Regions from separate parts of the Rattus norvegicus genome. Here region 2 is linked to region 1. Evidence: chromatin contacts called from public HiChIP or PLAC-seq data. All regions are on one chromosome and are shown on one strand. Each heading gives the region's core, a stretch centred on a gene start, on an enhancer-like site or on the middle of the called end of the contact. The rest is flanking DNA. Distances are from core to core; before and after follow the strand shown.

The links. HiChIP or PLAC-seq counts read pairs in DNA pulled down with a chosen protein or histone mark.
Region 2: a contact with region 1 is called in an H3K27ac HiChIP or PLAC-seq map of oligodendrocytes, with 2.8 times the contacts expected there. The contact joins two enhancer-like sites. A contact is called at or near these places in 2 of 12 Hi-C or Micro-C datasets (frontal cortex and prefrontal cortex) and 1 of 1 datasets of contacts at active chromatin or transcription factors (oligodendrocytes).

What each region holds. Positions count from the first base shown.
Region 1 is chr2:16,279,189-16,285,248 of GRCr8, forward strand. The region is part of intron 1 of LOC108349917 (a long non-coding RNA gene); the gene reads right to left. Among named protein-coding and RNA genes, the nearest start is that of Tmem161b, 160 kb to the right of the region's middle. Within about 2 kb of position 2,558, at least 28 of the 93 cell types and tissues checked have an H3K27ac peak or open chromatin away from gene starts, as enhancers often do.
Region 2 is chr2:17,040,470-17,046,541 of GRCr8, forward strand. LOC120100662 (a long non-coding RNA gene) reads left to right here. Exons shown (of 5, transcript XR_005500489.2): 2 at 385-576. Among named protein-coding and RNA genes, the nearest start is that of Ccnh, 530 kb to the right of the region's middle. Within about 2 kb of position 3,237, at least 12 of the 93 cell types and tissues checked have an H3K27ac peak or open chromatin away from gene starts, as enhancers often do.

The DNA.
Region 1 (6,060 bases), core at 1,308-3,807:
GACAGTTATTAACTTCTTGCAAAAAAAATACTTGAAAATCACTATTTTTAAATCTAAATCCCATGACTTAGTTGTAAGGGTTAAACATATTTTTGTATCATTAACTTTAATTTTGTTTCTCCTCTTCAGAGAAAAACTTCTACCACTTTTGTTTCTGTTAAGCGGAATCAATTTCAGCACATGTAATTCTGCATCTGTACTTAACTAAAGTTACCTTTGTTATGAATCGTCCTCTTGTCTCTCATCTCTCCTCAAACAGTGAGTTCTTTGGGTTCCCCATATGGGGCAACGATTTTACTTAAAATGACTTAAATTTTGTGCAATTTCAATTTCTCAAGCTTTTCAATTCTTGGTAACTGTAGGCAAAATTTGCTAATAAATCTTATAATAAAAGGGGTGATCTCATACCTAATTTCACTAGCATTAATGAGTTCTGCTGTTTCTCACTCTCTAATTGCAATAATTAATTTGTGTTCATTTCAAATTCTCAGCACCATCACCCATGAAGTTTGCACCCTGTTTAGGGGCGCATCCCTACTCCTGTGAACAATGGCTGGTTTGTGTGGGAAGCCTTATCCCCTCTGCATTAGCTTGGCAAACGAAACAGAATCCTGACAGTTGCCCAGAAGTGAGATTTTCTATCTGCCCAACAACAGGACAGCAGCGTGGAACTGTATATTAAGAAGAGTTTGGGAATCTATTTATGAGACTCCATATGATCCCTGATTGCTGGGCTCCACTTGATTTACCAAATAAAGTGGGGGTAACCTTCTATACACACGCACTCGCACACACACACACACACACACACACACACACACACTGCAGTTAATTACACTGTAAACATTTAATACACATTCTTTTTCTCCTTTGCCCTTTTCAAAAGGAAAGGTGGTAATTTATATGTACTCTGGCTCATTCCACTCATTGTTTTATTTCTTATTGTTCTGGCTTTCTTTCCTTTCAGTGGAAAAGAGGCGGACATGTTTGGGAAGACAAAAATGTTTACCTAGTTAATATTTTCATATAAAGAAACAGTCTAGGCGCCTTCTACATTGTTGCATGGCCTTTGTTACGCCACTAATGTGGAAGCTGCATTTTAATTACAAATACTGTAAAGGGAATGCAATAGGAACACATAGCCCTTGAGTGTTAGCCAAATGACAGCAGGTTTAATAGCACGAATGGCTAGGCTTGGGATCCATATGTACGTTCAACTCACACATTGAGGCAACGCAATAAAGCAGGGAGAAAGCAGCTGATACACAAAAGGGACCGTCTAGACAGTGCCCCATCAGTCTGGCTAAATTTGGTGCTGGCATTCCCAATGGGATTGTAATATAATTGTTCTGGTGTCTGCGTTCATTCCCCTTGTCAAACACCATTCCAAAAACACATCCTTCTCCCCCCCCCCAATCCTTCGTCTTCCACAAATATGAAACCCAAACTATGCAATGCTGGAGAGGACATTAGATGTCCCAGGCCCAGGAAAACATTACAATTCAGCAGAATTACACTGTTTAATTTCTTTTTTTAAAACTATCCCTCTTTCAGATAACTCATATGCAATTAATTTCACTGAATTTTAATAATTTAAAATTACAGAAAAATTTAAATGCAAATACAAACAACCTTAAAATATTGAGCATCATAGATGAAAGCAAACAGGCCTTCTATTCCTTTGTACTCATTAACCTCTGTTACAAAATTTAACAGAAGTCAGAGCTGTGGAAGTATAGAGAAGGACATGGATCATAAATTCTAATGAGGAAAAGGCTAATGAAAGCTGGGTTAAGCAAAAGCACTGAAAAATATCAATTGTGTGGTTTTTTTTTTCCTTTCTTGAGTTTAAAGCCACTGTATGTTCTTTCTCTCTAAACAGCTCATGAAAGTTACATTTCTGTGAACTTGTGAATGAATGATTTTATGTCTTTGGAATTTTAGAAGAGAAATCAGCAATTCCTATCTACTTGTTTGTAATAGCTAACAATTTATATTTTAAAATATTCTAGTTTAAGACATCAAGAAGAAAATGAAAATCATTACTTAAAGAATAAAATAAAATGCACAGCATTAAGATGAACAATGCATAGATTATTGATTAAAATGTTTATAATGTAAAAACTTCTATAGCACTGAAATTAAAACTGTCAGACCCCCCAACCCCCAGGAAAATACAGAGTTGGAGATTGTTCATAATCTAACTGTGTCCAATTATGTTGTTATCTATGGACACTGTTAAGATGTTTACATCAGTTAAGAAGCTCATTTTTATAGTCATTTTTTAATACCCAGAAAAAGGAGCTTGGGAAAGAAGCTTGGCTGTCAAGTGGGTCTGCGCACCTGAGAGTGGGTCTGATGTGTTTTTCTGTTTGGGCACTTGACTAATCTTTCCCTGGTGCAATAAAGAGAATTGTCTCCCTGCTTTCTAGCACTTTGGTGATAGCAGATTAGGATCCCAAGTGAGTGAAGCAAGTCTAACTGCATCAGGAACCACACTAATCTAGAAAGATACCAAAGAAAATACTTTGGGATCTAGATGCTGGCTGAACTTCAGGAGGCCAAGAGGCAAAACACACCTACCATAGCCTGACACAGGCAAGAAGACCTCAAGGCACAAGGCGTCAGCACACACAAAGACAACCCCAAAGAAAACTACAGTTACAGCATCAGGGTACCCAAATACAGTTTAGAAATGGCCTAAAATTCTCATGTGGGAACGGAAGGTTAACTATATGATTAAGAGATATATTGTTCTGTTTTTAATCAAAAAAGAAAGAAAGAAAGAAAGAAAGAAAGAAAGAAAGAAAGACTTCATATTTTTTTCCCTCTCATATATAAAATTCTCATTCTGAATTTACACACGGGCACTAGAAGTATGGTAATTAACAGAGTCAACAATACAATATTTTAACAGAACCTCCACCTGCAGCTGGTTCTTTGCTTGTAATTGTTTTATTATTCACTTTATTTCTTGAGCATGCACTGGTGGGAAGCAAAGAAAGGCATACTGTAGGCCTCTCTCAGATGAAACGCTGTAGCGAAATCTGAGTTTTATACTTGGTTTTCAAACTATTGAATAATATCCTATGAGACCTCTTAGGTCTTAACTGGATTAAAATGAATATATTTGTGCTCCTGCTCTTCAGCTAACTAATGTGCATGTGAATTGACGCTGCAAGGGAGCTACACTGAGAGTAGATGCAGGGGACAGGCCGAGTATAGCTGTGCAAAGGAGTGGGCAGGCTGCCTCTGCCTCAGACAAAATGAAAATGAGCAGGCCTTGGGGTCTGGTGCATTTTGTCAGGGCCAGGAGAGCAGCTGAGCTGAGGGATGAAGGGGGAGGGGCAAGGGAGGTGGAGAACAGGGTGTGTGTGTGTGTGTGTGTGTGTGTGTGTGTGTGTGTGTGTGTGTGTTCGCTCTAAGGTTTTAGTTATGACTGAGCATGAGGTTTTTGTTTAGTTGTCTCCCAGCATAAACAGCCCTGAGTTTCAGGTTCAGGGTGGAGTGCACCCACAGGGAATGTCAACCCAGTTCTCTTTCTGGCCTTTCCATGTGGTTGCTACTCAGAATGCCGCCGTGGCTGGGAAGAAGGAGTGGGATGGGGGGGGGGGGGGTGAAGTAAGAGCCGGGGGTCTGTCTGCAGCTGCCCCTCTCACACTCGAATAAAAGAACTTTTTTTTTCAGGGGTAGGGAAGCTGTGAATACCTTTCCCAATAAGAGATGAGGCATATTGAAAACTATATTAAATTACCCTGATTAACAATTTAGCCACGAACAGGGGAGCTTTGGGAGATCTCTATAGGCAGGACTGGGGGCTATTCATGCCAGCAGCTAAGAGGTCGAAAGGTTTCTGAAGTTCACAGGCTCAGAGCCTTTGTTATGCTAACAGACAATCTCAAATCAGCTGCCTAGTGGAGTGTGAAATCTAAATGATTTCTTGAGAACTTCCAGTAAGTTGTCACTCTTGCTCTCCAAATGCCAGGACAGGCTGCTAATTTCTAGCAGGCCCTTTTGCAACATCGCTAGCCCTAAATGAATGCCTTTGTAGTTCAAATAATCTTTTCAAGGGAGCTGTCCTATCATCATAGTCCAAATGCATCTTGGTTTTGACTATTAAATGAAAATCAGAGCTCAGCCGTGCTTGACTTTTCCAAGCAGCCGATGTTTGGGAAGGGTGGAGGCAGCTCTCATGCACAAGAAGTTAGCACCCACTGCAGGAGGGCCAGGGCATGAATAACAGCCAAGCCATGGCCACCCCAACTCCAACCCCCACCCTTAGCCCTACCAGGAAAAAAGCTCCTGGAGAGATTTACAGGGCGCTCCCCTCAGGCTGGACTACCTTCGTCTTTCAACCATACCAACCCTTCTCTGATTTATGAACCCTCTGTCCGACAGGACAGCCAGCTGACCTGTTAGCATCTCACTGGTCACTTTGAAGCAGCAACTTTAGGGATGAATATATTCATTCTTCAGGGCAAATGAGGCCAAGAGGAAGGGGACAAGGTGTATGTCCAGGATGCCCTTAGTATCAGAAGCCTGTGCATTTTTTTCTCTTTTTCCCATAAGGGCAAAAGCACGGCTTATGATCTTAGGTGGAATCTGTGAGCATGTCCAGAGAACTGTCTTAGCTCTTCATGTCTGAATCCCAAAGCTTTGAAAAATAGGAAAAACACCACCAGTCCAAACCTCAAATAAGTTCTGAGAGCAACAAGGAGAATGTACTAGAGGAAGAATGGACCAAATCTAGCAACCTAGTGGGAAAGGGTATGGCCAATTTATAAAAGTAAACCATGAAGGAGAGAGAGGACAAAGCAAAGTCTGTAACACCGGTCTCCATCAGTCTGCACAGAGAAGTAACAGCAGCAACCCGGCCCTTAACATTTTGGGAGAGTATTTCTGACTCCATACCCTCGACTTTTTTGTTGAAACACTAAAAGGTCGTAACATCTCTGCATTCTCTGAATAGAGCAAGCCTGATTTCTGAGGCAACAGAAACAGAATGGGGGAAACAAACAAATGAGTCATATCTCTCAATGTATTCTCACAGTAAGTTGGTGAACAAGTGAGCAATACACTGAAGACACTCTCGGACTCTTAGAGAGCTATCCATGCAGAAGAGCTGAAGGCCTAGGTGCTGCTCCTCATCCTCACCCAACTACAGTTTCTAACTACTGTTGCTATAGCAACTAATGTAAACAAACACTTTCTTCTTCCTGAGGTAACCAGGACTTTAGGACCATACGCTAAAACATAAATTACAGAACAATATGAAAAAGTTCTATATCTTCCACCAGCTTAAAAAGTATAAAGCGATGCATCCAAATGTTATTTTATACAAACAACCAGCATACAAGCATCAATTTGAAAAGAACCCTGGGATTTAATTCAGAGACTTCGGTCAAGATAGTAAAGGGACTTTTAGATTATTGTTGTTGTTCACATCCTTATTTCAATTTTAAAAATCTGCAAGTAACATTGTTTGGGAGAACTAGTCCAGATCACTAACATTAAAGAGGAAAAATTCACAATCTCCTCAGTCAAATGTCAGAATTTGATAATAACGTCACTGCTCTGCTCATCCGCTTCTCAGAGGGACACAGAGCAAACTTGCCCTAATTTCTGATAGTAAAGTGATCAGCTCTGGATATCTGAATATACAAAAGACAGGCAGTATCAATCAACAAACATTCAGTGAATGTGAAACAATTGCTTAAACTCAAATATTATCCCCTTCGTATTAAAAAAGCAAGCCTAAATGAGTATTAAACTGTAGGGTGTCTACCTGCGTCTGACACATGCTGGACATTCAAAAGACAAATGCTCACCCTATGCTTTCCAAATTCTTATTTCACCAAATGCACGTGCCCCCTCTCCTTAACACATCAAAACAGGGGAGGAAGCGCTTTTGTGTTCAAACTGCAGAGAAAAGATTTGAGAACTGAGTGCCAGGAATGCCAGATCCACTTTAGGGAGTTACTTTCTTTCTCCCCCTGCAGTCGTTTCTCTGTCTGCTGCATCTGCAGACCTTTAAACTCTGGCCACTTGGAGAAAAAGCAA
Region 2 (6,072 bases), core at 1,987-4,486, 760 kb after region 1:
AAGGATTGGAAAGCTTAGCTGTGTTTAGTGCCCATTGATGAGAGCAGTGTTCTCTGATCCATGCTGCTATTGTTGGGTTTGGTTTAGCCCCCTCTCAATCAATATCTAACAGGGCATGATTTAATAAGGTTTTATAATCTCCAAAAGTGGGGGGGGCGGGGTGGCTGTGGCATTGTCATTCCTCAAAGGGGGCCTTTCAGGTTTCTTTACTTTCACCTGCTGGGTCCCATTTGGTCTCTTTCAAAGAGAATGCAATGACAAAATGAATGAGAAATGCTAGAATAAGAGTCCCTTATTCTGCCCAATAGTATAATCAATGGGTACTTGTAATCCCTATTGTACCGCACAGAGGTAGTTGTAAGACAATTAAATCTCGCTTCTCAGGCAAATGATTTTGGTAGTTAACCTGAAACAGCCAACAATATTGAAGAGAATGAATGCATTTGAAGCAATGATGTAATGGGATCCGGCCTGACCAGCAGAGCATGCGTGCCTATTGACATGTGCATGCATGTATATGTGTGCTTATCACAGTTGCTCCATGTGCAAACAGTTCATGATTCATAGCATGACGTGGTAAGTGGAAATGGTTTTAAATGGTTTCACAATCCGTCTTTTAAAGTTCTATTTTCAATGATGTAAAAAAAATTCATATTTCTGTAGTCTTATACACTTTAAAATGTAGTTTCATAAACAGAAAACATTTACATAGTTAACATCAGTTTGATGTGACAAACCAATTTAGTTTTAATTTCATTTGCATCAGCTAAATTCAATTTCTCTTTCCCTACATGCAGTCACTGCTTAAATGTCAAAGGGGACCTTGTATTCTTCTGAAGGGACACTCATTTCAACTCCTGTGTTATTTGCCCACATCCAATTGGATGCAATCCATATTTTATTTCCAGCATTATCTATCAAGAAATCTTGTGGTTTGGCATTTTTAGGAGAGAATAAAACTATGGACCATGATAAAATTGCAAAGCACAAATTCTAAAAGATTTGTGAAGAAAAGTATCCCCTTCTTGAGAAATGAAGGGACTTAAAACATATAAACGTAAAGAAAAGGGGAGTGGAGATAGCCATGTCAGATATGCAACGATGAGTTTAATTCAGAATCATTTAAGGTGTAAATATTTAATCTGTTGAACACACTTAATTTCTCTTACATTTATGTTGAAGCCATCCACAATCTATTATCCAAGTTGTCTTAGGAGCCTCAGTTGGCCTTTGTTTACAGTACCAAAAATGATTCCTGGGACACAGTACCTGTCAGTAAACACGTGTGAAAAGAGTGCTTTTATATGTAGAGGTTCATGTTTCCTTCTCTAAAAGAATTTCTATTTTGACCTAGAAACTGAAATGTTACTGATGCATACCTAGGCACATGTGTATGTGCATGTTTGCTGTGTTACCCAGACATATAGCTACCTAATATGTAAATAAAGTAAGTTCTCTGTGTATACCATTCTATATCGTTTCCTTGCTAATCTAGCAACACTGAAAAGCAACTCTGACTCTCAATGAACTAGAAATGTAGCCTCATAAGACTTCTAAGTGGTAATATTTGTTATTTCTAGGTCGTTGTAAGTTTTTTTCCTTGCACTCCAATCATAGGGAAATAAAGAAATCCTCTAAAAAATAAGATTGACCTGAATAAAACAATGTATTCACACATAATGCTGCTTTTAGTGAGGAGTGAAGTGCCCAACTCCTCTGGATACTTCCAAATGAGTCCAGCTAATTGGGGTAACCCAAGCCAATGGCCCTTTGAAAGACTGGAGGTCAGGTGTTTTATTGCTGGGATAGTATTCAAAAACATGACTGTCGGGGGTGAACGAAGAATTATGTCAAGAGCATTCAGCATTACTGCCACTAAAGAGGGAGGAGGGGGAAAACATTGTGAAGAAAAACATGTCATTTTCTAAATGAGTGAGGGAGGAGGGGATAATGTGGCCTTCAGCTGTTGGTTTATTAGGTTTCCATTCCCGTGATCCACATCTGCCTTAGGCTGAAATAGTTTGACTTTTAATACAGTTGCATTCAACTCCGTTGCTTTCTTGTAGAGTGAAAAACATGCAGATGAGGTTTATTCTTTGAGGTTGTTTGTTTCCCTATCTCCTCTTCTGTTTTCCTGGTTCTATAGCAAAGCTGAGCGTTGTTGTCTGATTCTCCATGGAACAGTGAACATTGCTTTTCCTAGCCAAATCACCCAGTGTTAAGTGCTATGTGATACAGATCAATAGGGCATCTACAGCCGTACAAAAAGGGCAATGTTGTTTCTATTAACCATTCTCAATAAGAGTGTGGCCTAGTGGTTAAAGGATTAAATTGGGTGTTGAGGTTTGTGATGTCTTGACTTCTATTTTTACCTAAGACATTGTATTCTTGATGATGCTGTTAGATTTCTTTTTCTTTCATTTTGCCTCATAAGAATATATTCACAAGTTATATGCATGAGGCATATATCTCATGTGATCAATCGATGCTGAAACCTGGAAGACTGAGGAGAGAATTGGAAGCACATCTGATAACATCTAAATTATGCTATTTCAACTATTCAACTCAATTAATTGCTCATATTGTATTTCACACATTCTTTATGTTTCATCCCACTCTCCCATCATGCTTTCTGAATTTGCAACACTTTACACTCATATGCGTGAATGCATGAATGCATACACACACACATGTCCACACACACACATACACACTAGGCATGCATGTATGCACACGTGCACACAATGTACATAAAACTGAGGCAAGGGCTTCTCTTTTGTTCCACAGCAGGGCGTACTTCATTTCATGTGAGCTTCCTGTATGGGACATTTTCATCAAATATAATGCAGACCATAGCCTAGCGAAAGAGGGTGGGGTTTGATGTCATTACCAGTGTGGCTTCAAATGGTCATTCCTAAAGACTAACACGCATTAGCTTTCCACAACAGGTTGGAGCATAGCCCTGTATGAGTACATTTGTATGAGGTTATGTGGGGGAAAAGAATCCATGTGAGAAAAAGGGAAAGAAATGAAAGCATAGAAAAAGTTTATGGAGTTGAATTGTTATTAATTCCAGTTGGCCTTTAAAGGTAGGACAGGCCTCCATACCATGTTTTCTGCTAGAGTTCTGGGTTCCAATTGATCACCTCTCTTCCTCCTCCTTCCCTTTCCTCCCCTCCCCTGTCCTTCCCTCCTATCCTTCTCCTCTTTCTTCTTCCCTGGATCATGTAGCACATTTATAAACCATTCACTTAAAATGAAAATCAGAAAGGCGAAAATCCTCCTGTGTTGGGATACCAAGTAGTAGGAAGGCAGATCCTTCCTTTTCCTGTGTTTGTGGCCTGGTTAGACACTGTTAGATAATGGTCTCTGCAAGAGAAGAAAAGTAGGCCCGCGTCAGTGGGAAGCTGAAGGGACTTCTGAGGAAGAGGTGCGTGTGCGTGTGTGTGTGTGTGTGTGTGTGTGTGTGTGTGTGTGTGTGTGTGTGCGCGTGCGTGCGTGTGTGTGTGTGTGTGTGTGTGTTCTCAGCTGAGTGTGGCAGACACTCATCTTGTCCCAGATGCCTTGGTAGTGTACTCTGAAGACAAAAACTTTGTGAACAAATTTGGAAACTGGAATTCATATATTGATAAATGAATTTTCTTAATTTGGGTATAAATTGATTTAAATTTCAGGGACAAAATTGAATGGCGTTACCAACAAAAGGTTAGATTTCCTTCCCTAAGTCAAGGATGAAATCTTTTTTTAAAAAGAATGATCACCTTTGTGTTTCACAAACCAAAGATAAGTATTTCAGCCATCCCAAACTGTCAGCTGTGTTTCCTGTAGCACATATGCTTTCTGTGGCCTCCTTTAAAGATTTATTCCTCACTTCTTCCAACTGAGGATCTTAACTGTAAAAATGTGATTGGAATTTATAGCATCCTGAACTTAAAAGGGGTGATGCATAGCTTTTTTTTTGAAGAAGCACATCATGTTTATTAATAGTTTTAAAAATATTATTAGGTCCCTGTTAGCCACATTTTAGGGTCTTTAATAGTTTCCTAGATTTTCCCTTGTGGGCTATAGTGAAAAATGAAGTGTAAGGAATTTGGGAGCTTAGTTCTGTGCAGTCATGACTTTGCTATTTATTGTTTACTATTTAAAATCATGGAAGTGAAAAAATTTTCCATTCCCAATTTCAAATATTAGATGGACTATATTCAACTAATTGTTTGCTTAAAAACCCAGACCTATTTTCAAGAAAAACAGCATGTTTCAGAAAGCAAAATAAAATATATTTTAAAAATGGATTTTTATGAATCAAGGAAGAGCCTGGTAAATAGATTTTAAGTGTGTATTTATACAATCATCTGTTAATGTTACAGAAAAGGAATTGAGAAATGAGAAAAAATGTATAGTCTAGTTAAGTCTTTTCAATGTTCCACCAAATAGAGTTGAATTTAAACTTTACTTCCATTAAATACAAAAGAGCTTACAAAATGTTTTCATATATTTGTCTCTGGCTGTTTTGTATAAAATCCTATCACAAAATATATCCAACTCTGAAGGCCAAAAGATTAAACCAGAATACTCTGTGTCATTAAAACTACCTCTCATCTACCACAAACACTTGGAAGTGTCTCTGTTTTCCATTGTGTGGAATATTTATAATCATTCATTCACATAAATTTTTTGGGCAGTGGGGTTTCTTTAGAGGGCTGAGATCAAACCAAGAGCCCAGGCTTGCTAATCAGAGAATCCACTTCATCCTCAGTCAGAGTTTTTAAGAATTTTTCTGAAATGTTTTCAAAAAGGTTTCCATTACAATCGTTGTGATTCATTATGGAGCGATGTCCCTCCTGAAGCAGGTATTTTTCTGCAAGAGCCAAATAGAACCAAATAACAGTTCCGCAAGGTACAAGCTCGCCCAGGCTGTTCCCAAGCACAGAGTGACCTTATGCTCATCCCCATCGTTGATGTTAAATAGTGAGGAGCAAAATGGGTTATACCATCAGTCTTGCTTTATGTTTCTCAAACCAACAAACAGCCTAAGAGGGGAAGCTCAGTTGTGTATTCATAGGGGTCCTGTTTTCTGATTTTTGTCTCTAATTTTTTATTGATCTGTTACAACCCACTGTGTTATAATAATCATAGGAACTTTAGGGATTATATCCAAGGTAAAAAATGATAGAATCAATTTCAAGAGAAATTGAAGACATAACTTATTAACCATGCCGTATGTTCACACCACAAATTAACTGAAATTTTCTCAAACTAGATCCACACAGAGAGGGCACTACAGATAACGTTGACTGTGAAGGAAGTTTTACCACCATGGTACCCAATGATTCCTCTCACCCTTGCATTTTAAAGAGCTATGATTCCATCATTGGATCCTTGTTTTACTAAATGTTTTAAATGGATGTTTGGTATAATCTCTAGTTTTGGTAAATTTATAAAAATCAAAGCTGTGAAAATACTTCCAACAATATATCTTCTTCTCAGATAATATGTAAGGGATAAAAAGCTTTTCAAGGGTAGATTATAAAAACCAACTCTCATCCCCCAAACCAGAAATCCTTGAAATTTTAAACTGATATAATTTTACATCTATCAACATTGTAAAGCCATTAGAAGTATAATTAGATGTATAGATTATATAGCTATATCAGTAGTACGTGGAATAAATTACGCACTTCAGCTTACCAATGTGTAATACCATTTTTGATCATATGTAAATCTGCTATGAGACTTTTAAAGGAATATCAAAAATATGCCCCAACTACAACAGATTTGTCATTCATGCACTGCTGAGCATGGAGGCCTAATTTACCCTTTTGCCATTATTTTAAATTAAGGCACTTATCCAAAGATCAAAACATCGTCTACAATGGACATTTGTGAAGGCAGATAGTGATAACATCTGAAGGGGTGTGGTAATTGTTCCTGGTGTGGAGGTACAGGGATAGAAATGTTTGATATGTATCTTGGGAAACAGGAAATGTACCACATATAAAAGTACATCTGCAAGTGTGGACGGGCAGACTAGAAAATGCCCAGTGACCGGGCAAAAACTTTAAACATTGTATT